Regions from separate parts of the Hordeum vulgare genome. Here region 1 is linked to region 2. Evidence: chromatin contacts called from public Hi-C data. All regions are on one chromosome and are shown on one strand. The core of a region is the stretch at or near the end of the contact, and the rest is flanking DNA. Distances in the headings are between cores, read along the strand shown.

Region 1 (5,836 bases), core at 2,389-4,888, 380 kb before region 2:
GGCCTACTTACATGTTGCCTGACCATGTTGATGATTTGAAGACCATTCGTGAATTCAGAAATGTGTTTGAGGCAGAGGTTCAGAAATTAGAAGCTGACAGATTGCAGCTTGGGACTGAAATTACCACAACTGGCGACAATACATGGCCTATGCCTGTCAACCTCAAGCGGCTTATCTGGAATGCTCAGAAGACTTTCAAGATTGACTTAAGAAGACCTTCTGACATGCACCCAATGGAAATTGTGGAAGCGATAGATAAGCTGCAAGAAAGACTTAAGGTTGTCCCTGGTGATGATGCCATGAGCATCGAAGCTCAGAAGAACGCTACTTTATTCTTCAATATCCTGCTTCGTAGCACATTTGCTAGCAAGAGGGTATTGAAAGAATACAGGCTTACAAAGGAATCTTTTGAATGGGTCATTGGTGAGATTGAATCGAGATTCCTCCAGTCTTTGGTAGCTCCTGGTGAAATGATTGGATGTGTGGCTGCACAGTCCATTGGAGAACCGGCAACTCAGATGACTCTGAATACTTTCCATTATGCTGGTGTTAGTGCTAAGAATGTTACCCTTGGGGTTCCCAGGTTAAGAGAGATCATTAATGTCGCAAAGAAGATAAAGACTCCATCTCTATCTGTTTTCCTAAAGCCTGAGGTGAGCAAGAAGAAAGAATTGGCTAAGAATGTCCAGTGTGCCTTGGAGTACACCACACTACGTAGTGTGACCCATGCCACTGAGATATGGTATGATCCTGATCCTCTAGGCACCATCATTGAAGAGGATGTGGAATTTGTCAGGTCATATTATGAAATGCCTGATGAGGATATTGACCCGGATAAGATCTCTCCTTGGCTGCTGCGTATTGAGCTGAACCGTGAGATGATGGTTGATAAGAAATTGAGCATGGCTGATATTGCAGAGAAGATCAATCATGAATTTGATGATGACTTGTCATGCATATTCAATGATGATAATGCAGATAAGCTCATCCTTCGTGTCCGCATTACCAATGACGAAGCTCCAAAAGGAGAAATACAGGATGAATCTGCTGAGGATGACGTCTTCCTCAAGAAGATTGAGGGTAATATGTTGACTGAGATGGCCCTCCGAGGCATTCCAGATATTAACAAGGTCTTCATCAAATACGGGAAGGTTAATAAATTTGATGAAAGTGAAGGTTTCAAACCAGATAACGAGTGGATGCTTGATACAGAAGGTGTAAACCTCTTGGCCGTTATGTGTCATGAGGATGTTGATTCTACAAGGACAACAAGCAACCATTTGATTGAAGTGATTGAGGTTCTTGGGATTGAGGCTGTCCGCAGGTCTCTCTTGGATGAGCTGAGGGTGGTCATATCTTTTGACGGGTCTTATGTGAACTACAGGCATCTGGCCATTCTCTGTGATACGATGACATACAGAGGTCACCTGATGGCTATTACTAGGCATGGTATAAATCGTAATGACACAGGGCCCCTCATGAGGTGTTCTTTTGAAGAAACAGTGGATATCTTGCTTGATGCTGCTGTATATGCGGAATCTGATTACCTGAGAGGTGTCACCGAGAACATTATGCTTGGCCAGCTTGCTCCTATTGGTACAGGAGGTTGTGGATTGTATCTGAATGACCAGATGCTGCAGCAAGCCATTGAGCTTCAACTCCCAAGCTATGTTGAAGGTCTGGACTACGGCATGACACCAGCGCGTTCGCCCATGTCTGCGACACCGTACCGTGATGGAGGAATGATGTCACCAATGCTGAGTCCAAATTTCAGGGCTTCCCCCATTACAGATGCTCAGTTCTCACCATATGTTGGAGGCATGGCATTCTCACCCGTCCCGTCGAACTACAGCCCATCCTCTGGAGGTGGTTACAGTCCGTCTTCTCCGGTGTTCAGCCCAGGGCCAGGACATGGTTACAGTCCCACTTCTCCATCATACAGCCCTGCATCACCCAGCTACAGTCCCACATCTCCATCATATACGCCTGGCTCCCCTTCCTACAGTCCGACCAGTCCATCATACTCTCCGACCAGTCCATCATACTCGCCAACATCACCGAGCTACAGCCCCACATCACCGAGCTACAGCCCCACGTCTCCGAGCTACAGCCCCACATCACCAAGCTACAGCCCCACATCGCCGAGCTATAGTCCAACATCTCCGGTTTATAGCCCGACCTCACCAGCATACAGCCCGACATCTCCTGCATACAGCCCGACTTCGCCATCTTACAGCCCTACTTCTCCATCATACAGCCCAACTTCTCCCTCATACAGCCCTACATCTCCCTCATACAGCCCGACTTCGCCCTCATACAGCCCGACGTCGCCCTCATACAGCCCTACATCCCCCTCATACAGCCCTACTTCGCCCTCATACAGCCCTACATCGCCTGCATACAGCCCTACATCGCCTGGTTACAGCCCGACGTCACCGAGCTACAGCCCTACTTCACCGAACTACAGCCCAACTTCACCGAGCTACAATCCTTCTTCGGCCAAGTACAGTCCTTCACATGCTTATTCTCCGAGCAGCCCAAGGATGATGAGCCCGTACAGTCAGACTTCTCCGAACTACAGGTATTCTGTTGATAGATAGACTACTTTCCTTTTGGTGTTGTGCTCCATGCATGTCTATGCTCTATTTTGATTACATCTCCGTTTCTCCTCTCCAGTCCGACCTCACCGACCTACTCGCCCACCTCACCATCTTATGCACAACCAAGCCCGTCATACAGCCCGACAAGGTGAGCCCATTTCTGTTGATAATCACCCCTTGTTTTTAACTTAGAGAAATGCTGTTGCTGCAACAATAATACATGGGTTTCCTAACTCATTGCGTGAGTGCTGCAGCCCGCACACTAGCTCCGGTGGACCTAGCCCAGATTACAGCCCGACATCTCCGAACTACAGGTAAATAATGCGTGAGGTTTATCTCATTTACCCCTGATGAAAGTGCGCAATTAGCTCTTCTGACAATTGCGGTTTTGAGCGTGCAGCCCCAGCGCAAGCTACTCCCCGACTGCACCGGGCTACTCCCCTTCGTCCACCGGTCCGCAGGCAACTGACAAGGACGACGAGACTGTTGATTAGAAAATGGCTGCTGACCGCTGGCTGATGCAGAACCATGCCACATTACCAACTCTTGTTTCCTTGTGTGTCCAGAACAGGCCTTGTTGTAAGCTGCGATACTAATAGCAGCACTAGGATTGGCGGCCGTAGCTGGGCTCATATTTAATTACGGCTGGGCTGATATTTAATTTTGTGTTTTCTATCGGATTATTATGCTAATGTTTCCATTGGAGCTTTTGCTGACTTGTCTGCTTTGTGGTACGCAACTTTTGTTTGGTAGACGTAAGGTCTGCATGGATTTTCTCCTTCCAAACGGATGGGGCATGCGAATGTATGGACGCAGTGGCGTTGTACAAAACTAACACGGCAGCGCCACATAGACGAGATGGAATTTATGGCTGTAGATCAGTCGGCAGCGCCACACAAACGAGGTGGAATGTATGGCTGTAGATCAGTCGGCAGCGCTGCATAAACGAGATGAATGCATGGCTCTCATGCGTTGACTAACTTATGTGGTAATCTTCTTCTAAAAGCAAAACAAACATGTGTGGTGATCTTGCTGGGTACGTGACCCGACGGTGGAGCACATGCTTTGTAGGTGCTGTGCTGCTCCCGCTTGCATTATTCTGAGCACTAAGCAATGATCATCGGTGCTACTTTTTCTGTGTGCCCCTTTTTATAACTCTGTCAGACCCTTTTTTTTTTTGCAGGGAAAGACTGAATATATCTATATGACTATATCTATACTAAGATTCGAACTCACAACCCTTTCCTTCTATCCGTTTGGCTCTACCCAGTTATAAGAGCATCTCTAGTTGATGGTGTAAATTTGAACATGTATATCTTCATTTACACGTCTATATACACGTTGTTAAATTATACACGTTCCAATTTTTCAATGGAACGTGTAAATTAGGACGTGTATATTTCAACGAATATATTTTCAAACGGCTATATTTGTAATGCAGCTATCAATGGACATCAAATTCTGCAATAACAGCAATTAACAGCAATGGACATCAAATTCTGCAATAACAGCAATTAACAACAATTAACAGCAATCCGACAGCAAATTCTGCAATAACGACAACTAACAGCAATTAACAGCGCATTGTAGCCCCGCCCTACATCTCGCCCCGCACGCAGCGCCGCCCCGCCCCTGCATCTCGCCCGCGCCCCCTGCATCTCGCCCCGCACGCAGCGCCGCCCCGCCCCTGCATCTCGCCCCGCACGCAGCGCCGCCCCGCCCCTGCATCTCGCCCCGCACGCAGCGCCGCCCCGCACGCAGCGCCACCGCCCTCCCCCCGCCCCTCTCTCCCCGCCCTCCCCTCTCCATGGCGCGCGCCGCCGTCCCCAGATCTGGCCAGCGGTGCGTCGGCCGCCCGGCGTCCCGCGCCTCCTCTCTACCGACGGGAATGGAAAATAGAAGGGAGGGAGAGAGCTTACCAGAGGGGAGTGGTCGCCGGCGAGCTTCGATGGCCTCTGGACGAAGGCGGGAGGATGGCAGGAGCAGGGCGGGAGGATGGCGGGAGCAGCTCGTTTCCGTCCACGAGCGTGGCCGAGGCGTGTTTATTTCCACGAGGAGTAGCCTCGTGGATGGACGTGTAAAACTTGCACGCCCGTATACACGATCCACTGGAAAGCGTTTTTCAGTTTGCATCTTGTATATTTACCATCCACCTTCATATACACCATCCACTAGAGATGCTCTAACTAGTTTGTGGGTTCATTATAATTATATATGTAGGATTCGTTTGCAAAATAGTATGAAGGTATCGAAATAGTATGAAGGTATCGTCACGTATCATCATGGGCCTGTTCTGGGCTTCGAAATCAGGGCAAAAATAGATCGGATACACAACCTTCACTTCCTTGGTATTTCTCAAAAAAAAAAACTTGTACCCCTTGGGTTGTAGCCAGCTAAGCATGTGCGTGTGATAAAAACGCGTTCGTCTATAATACCGTCTTGTTCAGCAAACCAATCCATGGTTGGATGGTTAGAAGGACTGTGATATTTCCTTCCCACTAGAGCTCAAATCTCAGATTTGACATTGAAGCTTGCATTTTTTTAGATTTATTTCAATTTAAATCCCTGAGTTGTACGAGAATCAACATCCTCCTAAATAATTAAGCTTGATAACTTGAGTCCAGGACCGTCTTCAGAAATTTGGGGGCCTAGGATGGGATGAAAGTGGGGTCGTAATATTTTTGGCGTAAATTTTTCCCTAAAAAAAAAATCAGAAAATTGAAAAGGAGCAAATCTTGAAATTTGAATGAGTAACTACATTGAATATCTTTGATATGGAAGTAACTATCTTAAAAAATTGTCCTATAAATCCATTTGGAGTTTGAAATTTGAATGAGTAACTACATTAAATACTTTTTTTTTCGAGTCGTATCCCTTAGGGATCCAATTCATTAAAAAAGATAGAAGAAAGTACTAATAGATTTTTCATATGGTTACTTAATCAATCATCTCGTAGAATTACCAATACATTTTTCGATCTGGGCAAGAGAAGAGCATACCTGAGAGATGAACGGAGGAACAGGGCATGTGCATCAGTTGAACATGGGATTGTCGTATGTGCCCCGACGTGTGGTGTTGATCGGTTGTCGGTCGGCCGTTTGTAACCTCGTAGGGGCCGTCGGGTAGGCGATCTAGCGACAGACACGGTGAGGCAGACGCAGGCGTCATGCGATTAAGGGAACAACAATGATAATAGGCATGCACTATTTTCTTTTTCCTGAGGCGAAGATGGCCTG
Region 2 (5,705 bases), core at 1,440-3,939:
TTCTTGGGTTCGACACTCTTACTTACCGAAAATACTACGATTGATCCCCTATACTTGTGGGTCATCATAGGCCGGTGGGTTTGTCTATAAAACCCCCCCGCCCCCCTCCATGCAGAGGGTCGGTCAACTTATCAGACACACCAACCACATAGAAGAGGCAGAGTCGAGCCGGTTGCTCCTTCTTCCTCTTCCCCGATACAGCTCGAGGAGCAACTTGTAATCCCATCCTCATACATCATACACTCCGGCAGGACTAGGGGTATTATCTCTACGGAGAGCCCTGAATCTGGGTACATTGTGCGTTCCATGCTTGTACCAACCTCGCCCCCAGCGCCCTCCGGTGTCACTTCGGTTCCTACCATCTTTAGCCTACCCATGGCTTATGTTGTGAGTATTCACCGACACTGCAGCTGGTTCCCTGCCCCATTGGCTGCGGAGTGGCTGCCATTGGAGGCCGAGATCGAAGCGCTTCAGCGAACGTAGGACACAGGCCTGCGTGTGCAGAAAGTTTCGTTAGCGGCGAAGGATTCACGGACGTCTGCGTAGATTGGGGAAGCGATGGCGTGAGCCCTGGGGTTTGTCTCGCCGCAGGAGTCCGAGAGTATTCTTTCAGGCGCCACAACCCGCTTAGGCAAAGGCCCAAGTGCATCCAGGCCGTTGATCTGCCTGCAGTTGTTGTGGGACCGCACGTTGTTTGAATCCCGCGATCAACTCCTGTTCGCAAGGAAACCGGATCGCCAACCATGTAGTCCCCTTGCCGTGAACAACGTCGCCGGTCTGCATGCGCCGAAGGACGGGTGCCGTGATGCATGTGCCCGCTGCGCCCTTCTCTTCCTTGTCTGGTGCCACCGCCACTGGACGCGTAGTCGGAGGGAAGAAATCCCCAAGGCACGGAGGTGGTGTGATCCGGGGTCGGGTTAGACGACCACGCCACCCCATACGCACCATTGGGACCTTTAATTCGCCAAGCCATGGTGAGCGCAATCGCTGTGATGGAAACGATGCAGCCTCGATCGCAGCTGCCGCCGGTGAAGACGGAGACCGTGACGGACTGTCATTCCTGCAAGAGAAAACAGAGGGCGTACCTTCGTCGCAAGGTGTCATGGATCGTCGTTCCCAGAACCGAGATGCAGGTGTTGGGTACCCGATCTCGTTCCAGAACTCCTGGGTTGTGTGGACGTCGGATTTTGGTGGCCTCCGTACATCATCTTGCGAGACAATCCGCTCTTCAAGCAACAGATCTGAAGCGACCTCAACGACGAGATCCTTCGCTTCCCGGTCGACCTCCGCTTCTGATGTAGTCTTCGATAGAAGCGAGAACCGATATTCCAATGAAGGCTGGACATCTAATCCATTCACCATCGCTGACAAGGCACTAAGCGCAAGAGTCAGCCAACGCATGGTCATCTCTCCGCCAGCGGTTAGATCGCAGCGAGACTAGGACCCATGCAGTAGCGGCATGTGCGCGGGGCGGCGCAGCTAGGTACGGCCGGCGGCGCTCCTATTAATGGATGGACTGTTTCCTCCATAGCACATATGTGAGGAGGCAGCCCTCAATTGCATATGATCATGCACAAAGGGCTCCTCTCTCTCTCTCTCTCTCTCTCTCCATGAGAATTGTTCCACGCTACAAGGCCGCTCCATCCCTCCTCTAGTTCTCCTACATAGCTTTGTTCTCAAAGGCGAAGCTGTGCTCAACTGCTGCTGAACGTGGACGTGTGCATACCGATTGAGGGATCATGGGCTGGGCTAGATAGTTGCTCGAAGAAAAGGAAGGCCCTCAAAATGTTTCTTTAATCTATACATATTAATAAAAAAATAGGTATTATTAATCCATCATGTTATTTTATAGAAAAAACACCTGATATTTTTGACATTAAACCCGCAGTACATATTAAATGTTTTTTAAAATACCCATATCTTCTAAACAATATCTCCAAATTTAACATGTTATATATGCAATTTGATTAGAAAAGTATGTAGAATTTGAAGACAATGTTATTTTATCTGTTAAACATTTAATAAAAATACTATCTAGGATGCAATCTTAATAAAAAATCATTATTGGATTGGAGATGAAACTGAAGGTCACTTGCCCGTTTTTTTGTACGTATGTATTAAATCTACTTGCAAACCGTGTTAAAATAAAAGACCTGTAGAATCTTTGACTGCACTTTTGTAGGGTAAAATCATCTTTGTTTGTGCCGTAACTACAAATTCTCAAATTATAAACCTTTTTTGTAAACTAAGAGTGTATGTTATTTTTTTCTCCCGTTGCAACGCACGGGCCCTTTTGCTAGTAATAATAAAATAGAAGTAACATGATTTGTCTGACATGTCACCATGCAAGAAGAGTTGAATAAACCAACCATGTTTACAAAGCCGTGGCAAAGTCTGTAAATGTTCTCTTCTGAACACAAAGCAGGTGCAAAGTCGGCAAACGTTCTCTTGTGAACAAAGTCAAGCACTTATACACGCACTCCTGTACACCATCTTAGAGGTGAGAGAGAGGAAAGAGACTCTACGACTTGTATTTGGTCCAGCACATCAACATGTGCATATGCTTCTCACATGGCGGGAAAGTGAGATGCAGCTTTGGCATCACCACCCACCAGATTTCCCAACCGATCTCCCGGGACAGGAGGCAGCTGGTGTGCGTGCGCATCGCATACTAGCAACCAGCCGCCATTCAGCAGCTGGCCATGAGCTCGGTCCAACCTCAAGGTCTCCACAGCACTCACTCGTGTTAGCACCCTGCTGGACCGAGATCCACGTGGCGCGCCATGCCGGACACGTCACCCCTGCCAGCCAATGTGGTATGGACACATCGGCGGGAGCGATGACTGGTTAACCGCCCTGAATATAAGGTGGAAATGAATTTAATCATCGTTGTCATGGGGGATTAGTGGATGAGGCCTCATGCTGTCTGGGATCTTTGGAAGGTTAGTTGGATCTGGATAAGTGGTGTGCATGGATTGATGTGTATGTATGCTCTGGCTTGCCCCTGTTGTGATATGTCCGCCTTGATGAGCACCTCCGATTGGCTGCTTACTAATCTGGAGCAACATTTCTTCCTACTCTGCTCCACTGCATGATCCTAAAGCATAGGCCAACTCTAGAGAAAATGACAATTTTTTTGTTGTAGATGCCAATGTTTTTATGCTGGATTGACAATTTGACAGGATGTGTGGAGTTGATATGCTCAATTGTCTTGTGCCAATGATACTGTTTAGAATGCCAACAGTTTGAAATAATTCCCCGAGTGCGGGGCTTACATGAACTTTATAGAAAATATTGTAATGGTAACATGACATTTACTTGGCAGGCTCTTTTTTCTGTAAGGTGGGGCTTTTTCTTGTTGGAAAACTTTCGATCATTCACTTTCAATAGTACAACGAACATCAGAAATAGTAAAAATTACATCAAAATCCGTAGATCATCTAACGACGACTACAAGCATTGAAGCGAGTCGAAGACGCGCCGTCGTCATCACCCCTTCCTCTCCGAAGCCATGCAAAACTTATTATAGTAGACAGTCGGGAAGTCACATAAAAATTATTGTAATTCTCCAAGGATTTCTGTGAAATCCATGCATTCGCATATGCCTTGCTGGAAATGCTTTACACTACCCCACGCTCTAAGGTTCAACCACCATATAACTTGGACTTAAGATGGCTGGGGTCTATCTGCTTCATCATATTGACCTTTTCATCGGACCACCCAACAATCACAGTTTTCTTGAATAAGATTCCATCGGCGATATCTTCTCACCAACCATTTTACATCAAGACTCTAGCTCCACTATAAAGCGGGCACTCTGTTTATAATTGAACTCGCCATAATGTTTCTTTTTGTGTGGATCAATCTTTCTCCAGCTGTTCTATTCAGCATAGACATTTTATTTTCATTATATTTCAGAATTATTTTTGTTGTTGCAAAATGGCTAGCCTTTCATGCTTTGACCCCATCCCCATCATCATGTATGTATTGCAATTCCTTGAAGAAGAGAACCTAGTAACATGCATTTGCAACGTTCCACTACTTTGGAAAGTAATCAATAAACTCCCTTTGGGTTTGACTTATCCTCATCATTAAATCACTCTATTATTGGGATCATGCACGCTCTGTGCATCTGCTGCACCTCAACATCCTTGCAGGCTATAATTGAAATTTTAATTCTATGGAGAATTTGGATCACACTTCTGTCATTGAAAATAACTAGTAATAGCGTGCGCCCAAAGCACTTTTGGCAATAATAATTACAACATAGTTCTATAGACATTCTAAAATCAACCATCTAAAACATGTTTGTGAATAGACAAAATTAATCCTGAGCTTCAACAATTATTTTTGTGTTTACTGTCATGTCTTCTGTCACATTATATTTATTTTCATCATCAAATAACAGGACAACTACAACTCAAAATGGAATCTCTTTATTCTTTGGTGCATGTGCATTGTCCCATGTTTCAGCCACTTGAAGAAAAGTGAAACAAGTTGAGCCATATAAATGCATCCGCCTTATTAGGAGGTTCATCTTGACACAGATGAAGCATTACCACACAAGCAGGCATATGCGCTAATTACTGCGCGATAAGAGAATTCCATCCAAGATTGTCTCTGACAAAGCATAGGATAGCATGAGTGAATTGACACCGTTGTAAAGGAGTCAAATGTGTAATGGTTTTGAGTTAGAATATGTCCAAGCTCTGACTGCAGCAACATGACTTGCCGTGTTGCAGTTTCTCACGAAAGATTTGTGATTTGGCACAAGTGTTTTGCTTTGCCAGTTTTCTTTTTCTCTGAAAAGGAGCTTAGAGCAACTCTAGCAGACCCCGCATCCGGTCGGCCCGCAAAACGTGTTTGCAGTTCACGCAAAATCGCTTTTGCGGGCCGGCGCGGGCTGGCACAGACGCAGACCCCGCATAATGGATCCGTAAAAAAGCATATTCGCGGAATATACTTTTTTTTACGGGTCGGCTTCTGCGGGTTCTGATCTGGCGCAGCTCCTTCCGGCCCGTAAAACTTAGATTTGTAACTTAAATTGATCTAGCACAATGCTTTTCTTTGCTTTTTGCAACAACATTAGATACAAAAGATATCACAAATCTTGGCTAGAATAGCAAAATCAAAGAAAACAAGAACCACAAGTATGCATTTCAGAAGATTTCCAACTTTCATAACTGTTCCAACTAGTTGAAGCAATATCTTCTCCATGCACTCATTGTTGATCTGCGGATTCTTGATCTTGCTTTCTTCATTCATCATCTTTGGTTCCAAAGAAGTAGACGTTGCTTCCCCTCTAGTTGCACATGCAACCGCATCATTGCCTTCGATTGTACTAAGGAGTGCACTAACATCTATTAAGTTTCTTTCTATCAACAAATCAATCTATTGGTCTTTCCAAAACTAAAATGAGTATCCATCGTCCTACACAAAAGAATGAGCAAGCTCGAAGTGACCTACCGCAATTGAACTAAAGAATGAGCTATGGAACGAGCTACCGTAAGTGCACGTACCCCGTCATTTTTGCATTTGTAGAACACCCATCCGGGGTACGTTGGCGTGCCCGAAGTGAGCCGCAACACTTGGCGCCGGCAGTCGTCACATTCTATGAGCGGCATCGGGAGGCCACAAAGACACTGCGCGAACGCCGAGCCCGGTGGACGGCCGGACGAGTCCATGTCCGCAAACCTTCGGCGGCG

Evidence for each region. Hi-C and Micro-C count contacts between places; a contact is called where the count stands out from the background.
Region 1: a contact with region 2 is called in a Hi-C map of leaf, with 5 times the contacts expected there. The contact joins two enhancer-like sites. A contact is called at or near these places in 3 of 6 Hi-C or Micro-C datasets (leaf, seedling and an unstated tissue).

What each region holds. Positions count from the first base shown.
Region 1 is chr7H:384,827,128-384,832,963 of MorexV3_pseudomolecules_assembly, reverse strand. It overlaps LOC123407901 (DNA-directed RNA polymerase II subunit RPB1-like), which reads left to right. Exons shown (of 14, transcript XM_045101142.1): 11 at 1-2,581; 12 at 2,677-2,748; 13 at 2,855-2,914; 14 at 3,001-3,310. The coding sequence ends at 3,094. Among protein-coding and RNA genes, the nearest start is that of LOC123407901, 13 kb to the left of the region's middle. Within about 2 kb of position 3,638, at least 3 of the 3 cell types and tissues checked have open chromatin away from gene starts, as enhancers often do. A contact at or near this core is called in leaf, where this site is marked.
Region 2 is chr7H:384,442,760-384,448,464 of MorexV3_pseudomolecules_assembly, reverse strand. No RefSeq gene overlaps it. Among protein-coding and RNA genes, the nearest start is that of LOC123411365, 5.4 kb to the right of the region's middle. Within about 2 kb of position 2,689, at least 2 of the 3 cell types and tissues checked have open chromatin away from gene starts, as enhancers often do. A contact at or near this core is called in leaf, where this site is marked.